2 separate regions of the Zea mays genome follow, and region 2 is linked to region 1. The links are chromatin contacts, called in public Hi-C maps. All regions are on one chromosome and are shown on one strand. Each heading gives the region's core, a stretch centred on a gene start, on an enhancer-like site or on the middle of the called end of the contact. The rest is flanking DNA. Distances are from core to core; before and after follow the strand shown. Region 1 holds the start of LOC100283809. Region 2 holds the start of LOC103629954 (alpha-mannosidase 2).

The links. Hi-C and Micro-C count contacts between places; a contact is called where the count stands out from the background.
Region 2: a contact with region 1 is called in a Hi-C map of ear, with 2.4 times the contacts expected there. The contact joins the promoter of LOC103629954 here to the promoter of LOC100283809 in region 1. A contact is called at or near these places in 5 of 25 Hi-C or Micro-C datasets (ear, endosperm, leaf and 1 more).

The regions. Positions count from the first base shown.
Region 1 is chr6:126,043,485-126,050,304 of Zm-B73-REFERENCE-NAM-5.0, forward strand. LOC100283809 reads left to right here and starts at 3,437. Exons shown (of 3, transcript NM_001156707.2): 1 at 3,437-3,672; 2 at 3,752-3,857. The coding sequence starts at 3,516.
Region 2 is chr6:125,844,901-125,852,342 of Zm-B73-REFERENCE-NAM-5.0, forward strand. It overlaps LOC103629954 (alpha-mannosidase 2), which reads right to left and starts at 3,990. Exons shown (of 4, transcript XM_008651052.3): 1 at 3,099-3,990; 2 at 2,847-2,996; 3 at 1,895-1,927. The coding sequence starts at 3,701.

The DNA.
Region 1 (6,820 bases), core at 2,187-4,686:
TTTGGACCTTCGAAAAAGGAAGGCCCCCAACACTATTGGTACACATGAAGTATTATGCAGTCTCCGGACATATCACAGTATGGTCTTCGCAATCGCACCGAGGTGGAGACTCCAGTCGTCTATCTGTGGCTAAGTTCTTCTCCTCCTCTGTCATTGGTGGCGGGTTCGGCGGAGGAGGGACCCACCACTTAAAACGCTCTCACGTATTCCTCCCTCCCAACAATTATTGAAAAGGAGATAGCGAGGGTCAAACTTATCAGGATCGTCGATCCACTAAAAAAGCACCTCTCATGATCCTACAAGAATGGAACGAAACATTAGTACACATCTATAAAATAGTCAAAACAACGATGTGAAAAACTACATACATTAAAACGACCGCATGTGTAGAAGCAACGAGCAGCCGTATCTAGATGACTGGATTGAAATAACCATTCTGGCGGGCCACAATCACAATTAGGTACAGGAACATCAGGAGGAACATGAGCATCCTTGCTAGATGCATCACGATATTACTCTCGAGGACGACCTCTCTTTTGCCACAACATCTCCCGATACATGTCTTCCATCTACGAAACGGTTGTATATTAACACCCCTAGAGATACACCATGAATGATTTCAACTTATAAATAACTGGTATTCATAGCTTCAAAACCCTAAACCCACGATTCAAAAACTATCTAAGAAACCTTTATCACCATATCAACAATATGTCTTAGAAATCATAACTAATAGCAATTTGTTCACCACCATAAACTAATTAATCCAAACCCTAAGAAACCATACTAGGCAATATATATACCAAATGATTGCATAACAAATGAATCGGTGACACACCATACCTTGGTCTTCAAGCTATATGGACCGAATCAAAGCTTTCAAACTCGAATACGAAGATTCGAGCAACTCTTGGCGGTATTAATGAAGAGGGAAACAAGGGAGAGAAATGGCAGGGTGTGACTCTTGGCCAGGGAATGGGAGATTTATAATACAACCTAGCTTGGCGATCTGATTTTTGGCACGACACGAGCTAGGTGTCACGTCAGCTACCAGCTCGGCCTGCCAGCGCCAGCGCGAACCTCTGCTCGGCGCCACAGCCCATGGCATAGAGCAGTGTTACCTCGGTGCTAGGGCATATGGCACCGAGCAGAGGGTCCAAAACCGAGAATAGTTCCTCTAGGGGGCTAAATGTGAAATTTCTTCATAAAAAGTGGTAAAATGAAAAAAGGTACTTTTGCTTGGTTCTAGGTGGTTTCGTACAATGCACAACACCAGCCCAACGTCGGATAACAGAGCCTCCATGGATAGCGGATGTTTTGCTGGTCCTCTATTTTAGAGTTCCTTTTAGCGGTTGCTGCTGGACATGAAAAAGGCTGCATTCGCATACAGGTTGTTGCTGGAGCTAGTCTAACACCTCTACGTACAATCGTCCCGTTCTTTACCGGATGCACCCAGCTAGGGAGGAAAATGGCTAGGGCTTGATGCAGCTCGGCGAGGCGAGGCTCGGCTCGTGAGCCCGCAACGAGTCGAGCCTATTTTGTGAGCTCAGAAATTCCCCGAGCTGAACCGAGCTCGTGTGAGCTGGCCAACCAGAGTAGAGAGCTTGCACGATACGCCTGGGATAGGATGCGGCCTTGCGGCCCAACAGCTTATGCTCAATCCCAAATTCCCAATGCCCAAACCCTAAGCCTGAGGCTCTCTCCAATAGAGTCTGTAAAGGCTCCTCTAGCCTAAATATAGAGGATCGAATGATACTCTACTTTCTCCAACGGCGTCCTCTAAATGATCATCTAAATGTAGAGGATGTTGCTGAATTCTCTATATGTAGAGTTTCTCTAAACAGTCACTCTATCCATTTGAATACTTTAAACAACCGGTTTAGCAAAACTAAAATATGTACAATATATTTGAGAGTTTGACAAATATGTATGTACAAAAATTTAAAAATAAAAATGTCTCTAATGTAGTTATTTGTGTATAGAGGACGTGATTTAAAGAATGTTGTTGGAGAGCAAGACACATGTAGAGATATAGAGGATAAATAAAGAAGACGATTGAGTCTAACCGATTAAGCGAGGCGTGCCGCCGTCTGCTTCTTCTCTTCTCCGGGCACGCCACCGCCGTCGCCGCGCAGAGGGTTGCCTCCTTGCCGGTTGTCGAGGCGCCCTGCCATCCTACCTTAGGAGCGAAGATAAGCCCCTCACGGACGCACGAGCGCATGGCCTTCAACCCTGTTCGCCGAGGCCCCACACTGCTTTCTTGTTCAGGTGTAAGTGCAAGCCAGGCGACCAGTCAGCAATCGTGTGAGTGTGTGTCTGTGTGTCAGCAACAGTAAGCCAGGCAAGTGTTTACAAGCCATGCATCCAGCAAGGAGCATTGGAGCAAGTCAGCAACAACAAGCAGTAATGGCTTTGGCGTGTGACTATGTGAGTGTGACGATGTGTTATACTCCCTCCGTTTCTTTTTATTTGTCGCCTAATAGTTCAAATTTGTACTAACGGACGACATATATTAAGGAACGGAGGGAGTACAATACTGGTGAATTGGTGACCTGGTATGGTGGATAGGGGTCACATGACAGGTGATCAGGCATAGTGGCGTGTTGAGTGTGTTGCTGCTGCATAGTGCAGACTGAAATGAAGGTATGATATTATTGAATGCTGAGACTGAGTATAGAGTGAATTGAAGTATCGAGTGTGTGTACAGCAAGCCAGCAAGCTTACTCTTATGGAGTTATGGTTCTGTGTGTATGCTGCCTGCTGGATGTTTTTTCTTTGAATTATGAGCTACACTTTTGGTATTATATAATGCTCTATGGCTGTATACTGTGTTGCAAACTATAATTACAGTCTATAGTTATGGTGTGTGACTTTGTGTCCTGTGCAGCAAGCTATAATTTCATTTTATAGTTATGAACTTTCAATTTGTTCATGGACTATGATTGCTGCATTTTTTTTATTCTATTTGTAGTTTAGTTTTTTTTTATGAAGCCGAGTAGATAGCTCACGAGCCGGCTCACGAGAGTCGAGCCTCATTGGCGAGCTCGCCAAATCACTGAGCCGGCTCAGCCCAACAATATATGCCCCAGTTTGTTTCAGCTTTTTGCAGCTTCTGGCCACCAAAAGTTGCTACGGACTGCCAAACGCGTCAGCTTTTCAGTCAGCTTCTATAAAATTTGTTTAGATAAAAACTATTCAAAATCAATATAAACATATAATCGGTTGAGTTGTTGCAATAGTAGGAATCCGTCACTTTCTAGATCCTGAGCCCTATGAACATCTTTATCTTCCTCCGCACATAATCCTAATAATACTCAGATTCTTCCCACAGCCAGATTATCCTCACAGCCAGATTCTTAGAAAAGCTGGTCAGAACACAGCTGAACCAAACATGGCCCACGTCATATCGGGAGATTCAACACGCTATTTGTGACTTGTGAGAGCAAACCACACCAGTCACCAGCCTCATTGCCTCAACCCCAAACCAATCCGTCGCAGACACTCAAGGTCGCAGGATGCCGCCGCCGCGTGAGCACCACCAGCCCCAGGACGAAGAGGACGACGATACCGCAGGCGTTGTCAAGCTCATCAGCGCCGAGGGCTTCGAATTCGTTGTTGACAGGAAGGCCGCCATGGTCTCCAACACCCTCCGCAACATGCTCACATCCCCAGGTAGGGTACTCTTCACCTCTTCCATTCCCATCAGCGCGCCGTCCTCGCATCACATCCATCCCTCTCGTCTTCCCCACAGGCGGCTTCTCTGAGACGCGCCAGGGCGAGGTCCGCTTCCCAGAGATCCCCACCAACATCCTCGAGAAGATCTGCCAGTATTTCTATTGGTCGCTCCATTACTCCAGGTTCCTATGCTTACTTTCCACTTTCGACAATCGTCATCTTCTTTCCCCTTTCAGGCTTTCACCTGTAAGACAATAGCCCGCTTGTTACTTTTAGGCAGCCATTCACAGATTGCTTAACCAGTGAAATCTGTCATGGATTGATGCTATTTAGAATCTGTACTACGTTTTTCGGCTCTCCCTCTGCCCCCATTGTTCATTTATGAGTTCTGCAGTAGTTTCGTTTGCTGTAATAAATGCTTATACTAGTTCCTAAATGCCTAAAACTTCAGAGCAAAGGGCTTTCCGATGGATTTGATTTTACCCTCGGTATTCCCGCCACAGTTAGTGTTTAGGATAAAACAAAATATTTGCATCTAATAATCTAGTGAGAACCAGCAACTTCCATCATTCCATGGGTCTTTGTTGGAGTTCACATATTCTCATTGGGAATTATATCCACAAGAATTTGACACATGGCCCATCAGAAGATGGCCTTACTATGTTTTGTAGCATGCATCACTGTTCTGTCTTTTATGTCAATTGTTCAGTGGTTCAAAACACACAAGCGCGAGAATTTAGAATTTCACCTTCTAACGCAACAACTATTAATCTGATTTTAGAATGTTCTTCCACTTTTTTACCTAACTGTTCACATGGTATGATTAGTGTGACCTATTCAGAGAATGCAGAGCTGATTGCATCTTGTCTTATCTTTCTTTACTCTTCTTCTGGCTGGTGATTTACTGTTCATGCTTGTTAGAGTGTGTGTTATGTATGTGTAGGTGGGCTGGCACCGCTGTTGGGCTGCCGGCCTATTAGGGTTAGGGTTTGGGTTTCCCCTAGGTCTATATATATGTAACCATCCTCTATGCAATACAATAAGGGTTTCACAAATTCTTACATGGTATCGGCTAGGTTCACCCCTTCTCCCTCCCAACTCTCAGCCGCCAGCACCCCTACAGCCGCCGACCTCCTTCCCCACAGTTACCGCGCTGTCGTCCCCAGGAGACTCATCCTTCCCTCCCGGGGGCGGCACCCCCATTCAAGCTGCCAGCCTCCCCTCTCTCCCCTGGCCGGCACCACCATCGTGCTCTGAAGCCGACACCGTAGAGGACCGAGAGGACGACGAGTTGGGCTACTCGTACCACCACCGTCGGACAGCGTCGTCGGGCAGGCTCGTCATCGTGCGTCCAAACAAGACCACGGTCCCGACGCCCCGCCCCGTGGAGCTCCCTGCCGAGACCTCGCTACCTTCCTCGACCTCCTCGGACAAGCCACCGGGGCGGCGGGCCGCGTCGGAACTGCTGGAGCCCGAGCCGAGATGTCCTGGGTACATGCTGATGCAGCCGGCCGTGGCGGCACCTCTCCAAGCCCCACCATGTTGTGCGGGGCGTAGGCCCACGACTCGCTCCCTCCGACCGACGTGCAAGGGACCGCGCCGACACCCTCCTCTCCCTCTAGTGTGGCTATGTGGCTCCCCCCATCTGTGTTGTGCTGTCGACGGCCGATTGTGACCCTCCCCTCTCTTCTACGCTGTCGGTGGTGAGCCCCTTCTCCCAAGCACCGTCGGCCTGCTTCCAGCCCCTGACTCCATCCTGGTCGCGGTTGCGCCCACCTGGGGTCTCACCGGCGTCGCCTCCTACGACGCTGCATCTTTCGCCCCCATGGCAGCCAGTGCTCTGTCCCCCATGGCCGCCGCCACCATGTTTCCTGCTCCGGCGAGCAGGATGTTGGCGCCCAGGGCCAGCCTCTCCCCTGCCATGGCTGGCACTGCGTTGTCCCACGCCTCGCCTGAGCACAACGCCTCCCACTTCTTCAAGCTTCTTCCGTCATCGGTGTTGTCCCCCTGCCTGGTTAGATCCGGTGCAGTCCCTGCCTGGTTGGACCCGCTGCCGCCCCCTTCTTCGTTGTCGCCAACGTTGGATCTGTCGCTGCCGCGACCTTCCCGGCTAGATCCACCGTTGTTGCGCCGTTCCCGACTAGATCTGCCGTCTCTTTGGTCGGATCGTCATCTTCATGGCTGGATCCGTCGCTATCGTGGCCTTCCCGGCCGGATCCGCTGTTGCCCCTTCTGTTCCGCCGTCGTCGCGCGGCCACCCTGACCAGCGCAGACGCGTGTGTTGCCACTGGCTTCCCTAGCGGGGCTCCTCGACGACCGGCCGCGGAAAGAAGCAAGAAGGCTCATGAGGCTGTTGTTGTCCCTTTTGCGTCGTCCCGTGATCCCGTCGATCATTGACGCTCAAACGTCGACCCCCAAAGATGACCCCCAAAGAACGAGGCTATTGCTGGGTGTCTCCAAGCCACAGCAGCCCACCACCTCGACTTCAGCTACCTCGGCATTCAGGAACTATCATCTACTTGGAATGCACACCAATCTCTACTCCAACCGCAACACTCGCACCCTCACGTCGGTACGACTGTGGGGGGGATTTCAACCCGTCGGCTCCTACCTTCAGCTTCTGCTCCAGTCTCATCGTTCGCACCCTTACCACACTGCGACTACGGGGGATTTCAACCCGTCCGCTCCTACCTTCGGCTTCTGCTCTAGTCTCATCATTTGTGGTGCTCCCGTTGCCACTGTGGGGGGATGTTAGTGTTTGTTCCTATATGTATGTGTAGGTGGGCTGGCACCACTGTTGGGCTGTCGGCCCATTATGGTTATGGTTTCCTCTGGGTCTATATATATATATAATCATCCTCTATGCAATACAACAAGGGTTTCACAAATTCCAACAGTGCTGATTTCTACTAGTTTACTGGTTGTACCAAGTATTGGACATGAGTCTAATTAGATTATTGTTTAATTTTGGCAAGGTAAGGAACTAAGGATCAACTACGTGTACTGTAACAAGTTGTAAACCATCATAGTTACTTTACCCATTTGACTCATCCATCCCTTTGCTTAGTAAAGAAATAAGGCTTAGGCCTTGTTCGTTTGTGCCGGATTGGTGGGTCGGAACGATTCCTAACCGGATTGCTTCTCT
Region 2 (7,442 bases), core at 2,740-5,239, 200 kb before region 1:
GGCCCATTGTCCAAGGGGTGATATGGTAATTACATGGGGAAGACCCCAAACCCTAGACGAGAGCTCTAGGTATTCTAACAAAAACGATAAAACGTTGAAACGCTCATGGTTAAAGTTTTGACTTTTAAACGTTTAAAAGAAGTCTCGTGTAAACGTAGTTTTAAATAACATAGGAAAAATATCAATATATCATAATTTCAGACAATAACATGAAGTTAAATACCAAAACAGAGAGGTTAGTGCCTTATCAAAACTTAACCCATGAGCCGGATTGGACAAAAGTAACTAACATGGGCCCAAAAGTAGCTAATGGTCTAAAAACGCATGAAACACTGTGTTTTACAGTTTATAACGCCAAAACGTGGTTTCAACCTCTAATTAGAGTTTTGACGTTTAAACGTAGTTTTAATAACACTGCTACCTAGATCCCAACATCGAAGTGATATAAGATCCAAGGCCTGCATATCATTCACTGAAATGATGTTCATCAATTGACACATCAATGTCATTACAATGTTACTGAACTAATTTTTGCAGTGGGAAAGATGTTTAACAATTTGCATTTCTTTTGGAATTCATGCTATAGGCCCACTCGGCAGGTTTTTTTAAAAAAAACTTTCCAAATTGAGGAGTTCATACAATAGACCATAAGTAAAGGTGCGTCATCTGACCAGTCTATACTAATTAGGTTTAGTATATTCAAAGATAAACAAACATGTATCATTATTCATTCATAAGTATCTTATGCACTATGCAGTGAACTGTACAATGAAATACACTGGAAAGAAGCAATAGCATGTTCCATTATGACAGAGATATTCCCATAAGTTCTTCCTGTTATCTCAAACCAAGAATATGATGGTACCCTTTTCTCTTATAGTATCCTGTAAGTGGTGGTGTCTTGCTCATGCTTGAGAAGTAATGGAGAAAACTTAAGCCCAGCTTTAAGTTTTCTCAGCTTTAAAACATGAGAAAGCGATAGGACCTCTAGCTTAGTTGGTTTGGTGGTCTGAGTGTGGTGGTGTCTTGCTCATGCTTGAGAAGTAATGGAGAAAACTTAAGCCCAGCTTTAAGTTTTCTAAACTTTAAAACATGAGAAAGCGAAAGGACCTCTAACTAAGTTGGTTCGGTGGTCTAAGTAACACTCAGGTCCTGAGTTCGACTTTTAGGGCTAGTTTGGGAAGCACAAATCTGGGGGGGGGGATAGGAGAGGGCTAAAATTCCCTTCTTATTCAATTTTGAATAGGAAGGGGATTTTAGCCCCTTTGATCTCCTCAGGTTTTTTGGCTCCCAAACTATCCCTCATTGGGAGCAAATTTCAGGTTGGGGTTAAAAAATCCCCTCGTCTGTCTCACGCCAAAGCACAGATCTAAGATTCGGCCCCGGTCGCATTCGTTCTCACATGGGCTACGATGCCGTTGTGTATGAGTGGGACAAGGTTTAATGGTTTTCTTGACATGCATGAGAAGGTCTGCTTAATGTAATGCCCAGGGTTGTCTTACCCCCACAGGTCGAGTTTTTTTAAAAACATGAGAAAATATATAATAATAGTAAATAGCATCAAACCAAGTCTATATGGCATCCTCTTAGCGCCTTTTTCTTTGATATGTAAAGATCCATGTGTTTTTCAGCATGGTGCATGCCAAATAAGAAAGAGATAAAGAATGCACTTTGTTTACGCATCAATTACAGAGTACAGACAATCATGACACAACATTTACCAATGAGGAAAGGTATGAACACTGTTTTCAAGTCGTCCGACTAATCGCGATTAGTCGTCCAAGTCGATTTGGACCAATCGCGATTAATCGTCCAAGTCGGTCAGCTAGAACGTGCAGCAAGTAGTCCAACTTGAAAACAATGGGTATAAATAGTCATTTTGGCGTGTACTTGCCTGTTCTATGATGGCAAAGTAGTGGGAGTTTGCCTGCATTGAGAAACAAAGGGAATTCAATGTAGCTTCCTTTTAAAGAGAAATATGAATATGATGAAATACTTTGCTAGAAAAGATTAAACCAACAGAAAGAGTACAGTGTTATAAAACACGCTAGTTTCATTGATATAGAATAAAAGAGCACAATATCTGTTGAACAATGAATGGCTTAATAATAACAAGCTCATAGCAGAAGCAACATGCTAAAGGAAATAAAAAATAAACATGCCGGTGCTGTGTGTGATCATTTAGTCATAACCCTGACTGTTGAATCTCTTTAACATGTGTACTAATATATGCAAATTCCAGAGAAACAAATCCGGGCACGATAGTTCATGTAGGCTATCGTGGCGCTATACCAGCTCACAACAGTTGTCGCTACAATACCATTGTACTAAATAGTGGGCTATAGCAGCTGAGCAGGCCTCTCCGGTAAATTTTATCGCCCGCTATTTAAAACATGTAAATGCTCAATTGCCCACAGAATCTGTAGATTCTCTAAGCTTGAAGTGACCATGTAGCACAAGAGTCACACCTGACACTAGGCCTGAATCGACTCCTAAGCACAGAAACTACAAGTACACAAACCAACGAGATATAAGACCAAAATAAGTTACAACCAATTCATATCAAAAGCATCAAGTGCATACCTCCCTAAGATTTGAGATCACAATGTGGGCAAGGAGAAACAATGAAATTCGGTATCAGTCCTACAAGCACGGCGGAATTCATTTGTAATCGACTAGACAGCCAGGTAATAAAACGTGAAATGAAATTCATTTCGTTCATGGCCTAGACAGATGATGGACGCATAGCATATTGGGATGACAATGGAAAACAAAAGCAAGGAGACAGAAGCTACGGTTTACTCCTTAAACCCCATCTAAACCACAAAATTTTGCATCCCTCTCACCTCATCGTTCATGACCCATCCACCGCTCACAATTTCGAGCTGCCCGTCACGGACAAGCTTAGCGAATGCCTCTCGCATCTTGGGCGTCGCGTCGCGCCACCACCTCTCCAGGTATGACATCTCCTCCCATATGAATTTCCTTCGCGAATCCTATACCACAGCAGAATCCTGAGTCCTGACAATCGTCAAAAGGAGAAGAGCACCAAGAGCCAAAACCCAAAAGCAAATCTCGAGTGGCGAGAACACAAGGACCTTGGAGAGGGACTCGACGATGGTATCAAGAATGTGGCGCGACTGGCGCTGGTAGTACTCCTCCACGGTGCGGATCCAGCCGGGGTCGTTGTGCGAGTGAGGCGCGACGAAGACCTTGAGCTTCTCGGTGTCCCACTCGTCGCCCCTGTACTTGACCTCCCACCCCTGCTTCCACGCACCACCGTCAACGTCGCTGAACTCGATCCCGTCGTAGAGGTCTCTCGTCGTGATATCCACGGGCGCCTCGCGTCCTATCCGAGCCGATACGGCGGCTGCCGCGGCCGAGTCCCGGTGGCGAAAGGCGGGGCTGCGGGTGAGGCGCGCGCGGCGACGGGTGGGGGAAGACAGCGCAGCGGAGCGGGATGAGGGGAAACCGAGACGGATGAAGGCTAGGATGAAGAGCGCCGCGAAGGCCGTCGCCGCGAGGCAGAGGGCGCGCCGGGAGTAGGGGGAGGACGCGGAGTAGAGCCCCCCGCGGCGGCGGGAGAAGGCGGGCACGGAGAGGGAGGACTTGGAACGGAGGTGGTGGTGCGCCTTCGGCTTGGAGGTGGTGGGGAGTAGCGCGCCGGAGCGGGCCCCGCCACTGCCGGAGAAGAAATGCATCGCCGCCGGTTTCGGGGTCGGGATGGAGTGGCCTGACTGACCTCGCGCGGGATCGTCTGTCGTCTCGAGTGGGTCTGTGGGTGCGCGATGCGCCTTTCCTCCCGTGCCCGGCCCGGCCCGGCCCAGCCCAGCAATATTCGGGTGGGATTGGAGAGTCGGGATTCGTGAGTGGAAGAGCTATGTACTAGGTCCAGTTTGGTTTAGGTTCTGTTTGGTTTGGCTGTGGTTGTGAAAAAAACTGTTGTAGACTATAAGCTATATAAAAGTTGTTGTGTGTTGTAAGCTATTAAAAATCTAGGCTTTGTTTGATTTGGTTGTGGCTATGAAAAAAGCTGTTGTAGGCTGTGAGCTATGTAAAAAGCTGTTGTAGGTTGTGAGCTATTAAAAAACTAAAAATCGTTTGATGGAAACCACTAAAGTTGTTAAAAGTTCTTCGATATATGTTTTCACGGTTCCATCTGAAAGCCACTAAAAGCAGGTCCAGGGGTGCTTTCAGTTTTGCACTACGAGAAAGCCGGTTTTTAGAAAAAACTGCTTCCTGCATCCATCCCTTTGGTTTGGCTTTTGGTTTTTATGGGGTAACAGCCTAAACCAAAAGTCAAACTAAACACACCCTTAGGTCACTAAAGTTTTGTGACTAAAACTTTAGTCGTTTTTAGTCCCTAAAAGGCAAATCTCGTGTGGATGACTAAGGGGTTGTTTGGTTCTATACCTATGGTGCTAAAACATTGCCACATAATTTTATGCCGCACTTGCCTAAGGTGGCTAAGGTTAGACGCTCAAATTCTACGCCACAGTTTGCCACACTTTTACCCGTCATTGACAAGTGGGACCTACATAGCAGGAGAAAAATCTTGCCACAACCGTGGCTTCAAACCAAACACATGTCTAACTTGGTCAAACTTGGCTAACCTTAGTCGTGGCAAACAGTGGCAAGTTAGGCAGCAAACCAAACAGCCCCTAAACTTTAGTTCTTTAGTCAACAATGGATGCCTAAGAGAGACTAAAGTAGGATTTTTACCTCATTTGCCCTATGATGAGTAAGTTTAGTCAGAACGAAGCCGAATTACGAACGGTGTGCTTCAACCCTTCACTGACATATGGGTGTCATGTTCGTCAGTGTGGCGTTAAGTTGGCGCTGCGAGATGGCTACTGGGTTTTGGTGCCACATTATAGCTAGGAACGGTAACTTGATCAGTGGATTCGGATGGAGTTAGACATGGATACAATTTTTAACCTATGGGTCAGACCCATATCCAATCCGAAGTCGGGCAGGTATGGATTAGGATATTACCTCCCACTTGTGGTTATCCGATCATTGGATATTCGCAATCGATCCATAGTTTTTTTGGCTAACTCATATTACACAATAAAGAGTAGACCCTAACCTCATGAACCCAATGCCTAACGCTCTCAATTCCCCATTGTTGGCCGCCCTTTTAGCATTGTTGGCTTCGTGCGTTGTGCCTCGTGGCTCCTATCAAGTCCCATAGACCGCAGCACCGCTGGCAGTTGTCCCTTCCAAGCTCCAGTGCCCTTGGTTGTACCCCGAATGTCCATAATAATTCTTTTATTAGGTTTTTAATTGTGTATGATGGTGATTTAGGAAGAAATTTAATTAATTATGTTATTGAATTGTTGAAAATGATTATGTCTATCATATCCGACGGATATCCAAAAACCATCTGAAACCCCGATGGGCACGAGCATGGACATAAATTCTATTTGTGTGTATGCGCAAGCAGATATTGATGCAATTGCAGTGTTAGAGCGAAGGCAAAACACCCCCTCGATCATTTTCCCCTTGTATATTAATTTACTACCAAAGTATCAGGCGTAGGGCCAATCAAACAGGGAAGAAGAGAGGGCGCAGAGATGGACCTCGGAGACCATGGGCTCCGCCCCCTCGCCCTAACGACGAGGACAATAAGGTGTGCTCACCTACGAAGAGGTCATTCTTCGAATACCACCTGAAGCCCTAACTGGGTCGAAGGTGGTTGACTTCGTCGTACCGGAAGGAACAACGGGTCCACGTCTCCTTTGGCACGGAGAGGAGGCAGGTGCCAGGCCTTTGACGCATTCCTGGATTTCGAAGTCAAGGAGAAGGATCGAGATGAGGCTGCATTGCGCCATGCTAGAATAATGAACAATGGTCGGGACTTAGTTGAGGAATTCATTGCATATGGGGTGTGTTTGTCATGCCACCTGATGTTTCGCTCCCGAGTGTTTAGGCCCATGGATTTTTGTCCCAACATTTGGCACCCATCATTTGTGCTTCGAAGAACAACACCCACGATGGCCCCTAAAAAGCAATCATCAGGACCAACACCTCTCTGGACGAAGCCACAAAGGTAGCCCTCACTGCTAAGAAAGGCAAAGTCACATTCGTCGACAATACCTTGCCTTTCACGGCCGAGAATAATGAGACTAGCATGGAAAACATCAAGCACCCTCGAACTGACGACCTGACTACACCAGAGGACAGCATCCACACTACCAGTTCTGATAGCCTCCTACCTGACACCCCACCACCAAGGTTCGCACCTATGGAACACCCCCTAGCCCAAGAGGATGAAGACATCCTACAAGTAGGCGAGGACTTGGGGATTTTAGCAGAAGATCAACTGATATTGCATAGCCACCGCCTCATAAACAACCATCTCTAGAAACAGATGGAGGTCCTCATAGCAAAAAAGCAAAGAACCAACATGCAAGCCAAAAGCAGACAACTGATCAGAGAAGAAGATGAGAAAACAAGAGCACTGCAATAGTAAATCAAAGAACTACAGCATGAAGACCCCCGTTAATAGCCTGTTGCGATAGCCTACAATCAGAATGATTATCACTACCATAGGCCAACCCAAATGAAAATCGCCTTCCAAGGTCTCGATTTTCTAGATGAGAGAAGCCCCCTCTCCGCACAGCCCTAGGCCAAACCATGGCCACACAACTATAGAGCAGGACACCTACTCCTAATTACAATGTCAGCACAGACCCAACTCAATATATAATTAGTTACCAGATCGTCATTGCATCCTTAGGGGTGACGATTACACCATGGCCAAATCGTTCATCATTGCCCTTGAAGGCTCGACCCTCACATGGTATTCAAGACTGCCTCTCTTTCAATTGACTCATGGAAGACCCTTCACGATAAGTTCCTGCTCAATTTCCAAGGCTGCAAGCCTGAAACAGATGCTTTGGTCGAGCTTTCCCTCTACAAGCAATTAGAAAAGGAAAGCCTCCATGACTATTACAAGAAATTTCTATTACTGAAGTTGCAGTGGACGTCGGTTGATGACTAGATCACGATCCATTATGCAATCGGCTGCCTTCGTGTGGGTCAACTATACAGCCATTGTACCAGAGACCCACCATCTAACCTCTAAGAGTTGTACCGGTTCTTTGAAAAGTACGCCCAACTCGAGATGCTCCAATACAATAAAGTGGAGTCACAACGCAAGCCAAAGGAGACCCTGCAGTCCAACAAGACGTGGGCAAGGGGTTAGTAGCAAGACCACCGTCAACAAGAATGAGGCCACTAGTAGCTTCAAGTACACAACATAGCCAACCAACAACAACCAAGCAAAGTCCCCCTCTCCGTCATGACTACCCCCGCAAGAAGGTCGTGGTGGCGGCGCAACAAGAGGTAGAGGTTGTGGGAGAGGCCCCCAACAACAAAGAAAGTTTTACTATGTGTTTCACGTCGAAGACGTGGGGCATTCAACTAGAGATTACCCG